Regions from separate parts of the Mus musculus genome. Here region 2 is linked to region 1. A link is a contact called in public promoter capture Hi-C data. All regions are on one chromosome and are shown on one strand. Each heading gives the region's core, a stretch centred on a gene start, on an enhancer-like site or on the middle of the called end of the contact. The rest is flanking DNA. Distances are from core to core; before and after follow the strand shown.

What was found. Capture Hi-C pulls out chosen DNA fragments and counts their contacts.
Region 2: a promoter capture Hi-C map of liver shows a contact between it and region 1, with 3 times the contacts expected there. The contact joins the promoter of Gpr89 here to the promoter of Tuft1 in region 1. A contact is called at or near these places in 2 of 39 promoter capture datasets (hippocampal neurons and pre-B cells) and 1 of 9 other capture datasets (liver).

The regions. Positions count from the first base shown.
Region 1 is chr3:94,657,538-94,660,237 of GRCm38.p6, reverse strand. It overlaps Tuft1 (tuftelin 1), which reads left to right and starts at 1,366. Exons shown (of 13, transcript NM_011656.3): 1 at 1,366-1,513. The coding sequence starts at 1,454.
Region 2 is chr3:96,903,918-96,906,617 of GRCm38.p6, reverse strand. Gpr89 (G protein-coupled receptor 89) reads left to right here and starts at 1,320. Exons shown (of 14, transcript NM_026229.4): 1 at 1,320-1,436. The coding sequence starts at 1,395.

The DNA.
Region 1 (2,700 bases), core at 117-2,616:
AGGAAACAGACTACTTGTAGTAGAACCATCCTGTCCTAAGAAGCTCTGGGAATAGCTTATACAGAGTGCTGTATGAGTTACTTGTCTGCTGCTGTAATAGAAAACAACAGTCAAGACAGGTTAAATAAAGAGGTGTGTATTTGAGCCTACAGTTCCAGAGGGGTAAGAGGTCATCGCCATCATGGTAGAAAGGTGATAGCTGAGATCTCAAACCACAAGCAGGAAGCAGAGAGCAAAGTAGGAATGGTGGGAGTCTTTGAACTCTCAAAGCCTGCCCCAGTGACTTGGTTGTCCAGCGAAACTACATTTCCGCAATCCCCCAATTAGTACCTCCAACTGGAAACCAGGTATTCAAATGACCGAGCCTGGTGGGGGGGGGGGGGGCTTTCCCAGTCAAAGAACCACAAATGCCTTTTTTGAGGATAGAGAAAGGACCAGAATTGAGTTTTTCTCCTATTCTGGTCACTGATGTCCCTAGTGATTATCTTCCAGGTATAGACAGAGCTTTGTATCCATTCATCACTGGCAAGTGACTCAGAGTCCAGTCTAGTCCCCGCCCACCTCGTTTCCCCACACCCACCCTAACACTTTAAGGACCTAGATGTTCACCAAAACGAATTGCTACCTCTAGTGGTACTGCCTATTCAATCGGATTAGACCTTACACACCGCGCCTGCTGTCCCTGTGACCATCACACAGTGAGATAGCCTTCTACCAGAGGTCAGCCCTCAAGATCCCAGCCTAAGCTTGGGAAGCAACTGCCTTTGGTGCCACTAAGACTCTTTCTCTAGGGTGCAAATTCCTTTTAAGGTCATGTGTCCCGCCTCTCCCTACCATATAAGTCTAGTTTCTGCAAAGCAAGCCCCACCCAGAGCTTAGCTGGCTTTGACTTCGACCTGGGCTACTTGCCAGGAAAAAGCACCTGCCAGACTGGCTTAGACTAGTCCGAGTGAGCTGGTCTTTGGTGCCTGCCTTTCTACCTGTGTGGTAGAACTCTGAGGAAAGATGTACTCAGCTCTAAAAAGCCTACAGGCTGGCTTACATTTCAGGAAAGACCACAGAAGCTTGTGCAAGCCCCAACTCAGACGACCAGACCGATTCTTTCCCGCACCGAACCTGGAAAACTGAAAGGAAAAAGACCAATGAGATACCACAAGATACCTTGTCGTACCCTTAGTAAAATTCCTAAGCGGTCACCCGACCTTCACTCCCAAGCCTCACCTTTACGTAAATCGTCCATAGCACGGGTAGGCGAGTCCTGAAGCCTCTTGGCACCGCCCACCTCTCGCTTCCGCTCTACCTCATTGATAAATACCGCCCTGGGCGTGGCCCATCTTCAGCCCCGCCCCCGACGCGCCTATACTAGGGGGCGGTTCCGCGCGCGCACCCGCCTGCCGGCCTAGTTTCCCCGGGACCTCGGAGTTGAGGAAGCTCATACGACCTCCGCGTGAAGATGAACGGGACGCGGAACTGGTGTACCTTGGTGGACGTGCACCCGGAGAGCCAGACCGCGGTAGGTCGTCACCTTCACCCCGCCTTCCCACTCAGGCACAGTGGCTTTCCAGCTCCGCCGCTCGCGTGCCTCAGGCTCAGGTAGCCCATTTCACCTGACGCCGGGCTCAGTGCGGTCAGCCCCGCGTCGCTCCGTGGGCTTTTTCCTTTGCCCTGTGGCGGACTGTGGAGTGGGAAGCACAGGACGAAACACTGGCAGCTCCAGGGCTGGGGAGGTCCTGTCCTTGGCGCGGACACTGTAGCCCCGGCTCGGGCATGGGGCGCGTTACTCAGGCGTCTCGTGGGCAGCTAGATTGGGTCGTGGAAGACGCTCGAGGGACCGGATCCCTGCGCTGTTTCGGACGTTGCGCCGGCCCAGGTGGGTTACGCCTTTTCGCGTTTCCCGATGGCCTCAGAACCCCTTCAAAGACTTCTGTGATGGCGATCCTTTTACTAGGAAAGGGGGCAGAGGGTCGAATCCTAGGAGAGAGGGGAGAGCATGAGTGGGCGGGATAGGTCTCAGACAACTACGGAATTGGTACCAGATTCTACCTTTCGCCCAGAGGATTTATGGAGCTCTCCGCTCGACGGTCACCTCTTTTGGATTTCTCCTTTTTTTTTTTTTTTAAATCTTGCTTTTCTGGTCCCCAACCCCCTTTCAGCCAGCCAGTAGCTTCCTTGGTTTTGCTTTCATGTCCAGATGCCAAGTCCCTGTAGGGGAATAAGGGGATGCTGCGGAACTCCAGTGGAGAACTGAACCCACCTGGAGTGGGTTAGGGAGAGAGAGGGGGCATTCTCCAGTGCAATCCAGTCTGCCCTGCTCCCTTTATGCCCTCCTCACTCCCTCACTCCCTTTATGCCACCCTCAACTGACCACATATTTTTTTTTCTCTCCAGAGGGAAAGGCCTGTAATTTGATGCTGCATGTTTCTAGTCGTTGCTGGGGGATCCAAATACTCCATAGATCTGTGCTAATTAATTTATTTCCAAGTTGTTGTGGAGAATGAAATGAGAGCCAAAGTGATGGGGAGTTTGCGCCCCCACCCCCCCCATCTGATTCCTATGCGCCTGCCTGTCTCAGCATGTCCTTGAGGCAAAGCTAACCCAGCTACAGCTGGATTATGGCTCTTCAAAGAATTGTTGTAGAATGGGTGCTCATTTGAAGTTCAGAGTACAGCTGATCATTGAAGTCTGTTCACTGTCTCCTTC
Region 2 (2,700 bases), core at 71-2,570, 2.2 Mb before region 1:
AAATTGTAGAGCATTTTCTTAATTAGTGATTGGTGATAGAAGGCCCAGTCTATTGTGGGTGTTGCCATGTCTGAGTTATACACATATGAAGCAGGCTGAGCAAGCCACAAGTAAGCCAGTAAGCAACACACACACACACACACACACACACACACACACACACACACCCATTGCCTCTGCATCAGCTCCTGCCTCAGGATCCCTGCCCTGTTTGAGTTCCTGTCATGACTTCCCTCAAAAGGGAACTACAGTGTGAAAGTGTAGGCTGAAATAAACCCTTTTCTCCCCAACTTGTTTTCGGTCATGGTGTTTCAACACAGCAATAGTAGCCCTAACTAGGACAGGCTGCTTGGTAAGACAGGCTTCAGATCAAAGGAACAGGGGTCTTTCTTTATGTGTGGCAACCTGGGGGAATGTTCTTGTTTATTTATATTATAATCTGAGCACTCACTTTCTAGATACCAGCATCCCCTGCAACATACACTTGCACCCTTACAAGCCTTGACTGTAACTAGTCTTTACAATAAGACTAGCTAGGGTTCTAGTGGGAAAAGTCTAAGTCCCATTGTAGTATATTAAGCCTTCATAAATGGAGTATCTAATGGAAGGAATTATAATTCACTTTGTAGTTGAGCCACAGCCACTCAGACTGTGTTGGGAAGGGGGAAACTACTTTCTAACATAGCCCACCTTTAAGACTCCTACGTAATTATTATTTTGAATTAAAATCTGTCTTCATGTAATTTCTCGTCCTTTGGCCTAATACTCCACACCCTAAAGCGCCAACTATAATGGCGGTCTCATTAGAGTCCAATGAGTGCACACTCTTATAAGCCGTGTGCTTTTGACGTTATCATATCAGAAATTTACTTAGCTATGTTTGAGAAGACTCTTACGTTCCTGTCCACCATCCTTTCGCTTATAGATGTCACACTGCTTTTTAAACCAAGTAAAATCTGTAACATCTGCAACACACTACTTGACTTAAAGCCTCACTCGCTATGTTAACTTATTTTTACTTTCTGCCGTGTTGGGAATGTCACTGAGGACCTCGCACAACTCTCACCCCAGTGTTTCTAGCTATGAAAAATATAAAAATAATTTCATTATATTTAATGGCAGTGCCACTTAAAGCAAATGTTACCTCTCCTCACCTCCTTGTGCCTACTAAGAAGAAACACATCTGCTTTGAGTCTACCCAGCGGCTTCCAGCCCTGCCCACCCTCACCTTCCAGGCAAACGGAGAATGCGGCCGCTGATTGGCTGGCTAGGGCGCATCTTGATGACGTAAGCACGCGCCAGGCCAGGCCGCCTACCACAGCAGGTGGACAGGTCTTAAGCCGCGGCTTCTCTGAGGGGTAGACAGCTGGGCATGGGCCTCCCGAGGCTTCGCCATGAGCTTCCTGATCGACTCCAGCATCATGATCACCTCCCAGGTGAGCCTTGGGAGAACCTGGATTTGCTCAGCCCGCTCCCTTGCCCGGGTGGCGAAGGCTGACGTGTGGTGCTGTCACTCACCTAGCGTGCGTCCCCAGACTCTGGGGAGGGCCTGGCTGGCCCCAGCGCTGAGCCGGTGCCATGCGGGGGTCAGTACCCACGGCGCCCCGAGGCTTCCGGGCAGCTCCGCGGACCACGGAGCCTGGAGAAGCTTGGCTCCCGGCGGGAGGCCCACGGCAGCGTGCCTACCAGGGCTGAGGACCGGGACGGGTATGGGCTTTGCAGGATCCGGGTGCTGACACGTTTGCCTCCGCGAGGTCCAAGTCTGAGCTTTCCTTTGTGCAGTGACACCTCATCTTTCGTTCTCTGGTTGCTGTTCACTCTTTGCGGGTCGCGGTCGACCCACGTTTTCTTCTCACTTGGCCACCTCTATCTACCGTTAAACAAAACCGAAGAAGTATAAACCACTGGCAAGTTCTGCTCGCTTCGTCTAGTGAGCCTCTTGCTTTTCCCATCAGTCGTGTCTCTCCAGGGTTTCCTCCCACCCCACCCCAAGTGTTTATGATAGCCCTGATATCATGTATGTATTTATGTGCATAGCCATGTACCCACTTTCAAATGCAAGCACTCACTAAGCAACTGCAGACGCTTCTTTGCTTGCATTATCGCTCTCACCCCGCATCTTTCCAGTAAAAGATTTTTTTTTCTCTTCATCGCATCCAAATGGCAAGGGAAAGAAACAGTTCCCCTGAGGGACGTAAGTGAGGTACATCCTTGAATTTAGGGTTTGTGCAGCTGCATCCCAATGCTTCCCTCAGCAGAGCATTGCCCTCACCTCTTGAAAACGTCGGTAACAACACTTAAGAAAATGTAAAACAAGAAAAAGCCAACCCATTTCACCACTCTAATACAGTAACCATTTTTCCCTTTTCAAAATTAATACCTTTCAAGTACATTTGACTGCTTTTGTTGCTAGCATAGTGTTCAAATCTGTAAATACACAAAACTCTGGACACTCTGCCTTCTGCTTCAAATCTCTCTGCGCCTCCCCTGTTGTCCTTGATAATGACACAGAGTGGCTTTCAGCCTTACTACCAATTCAAGAAAAAAAAAAACATTTAAGTTTTAAGAGTTTTTCCCCCCACAGGTAAATATAAATGTCCATTCCCAGCTTGTTAAAGAGTACAAAAATAAGAGTATAATTAGAAAATTTCCATGCACTTTCACCTGTGAGATTAACATGAACATAATTCAAAAGTTCCC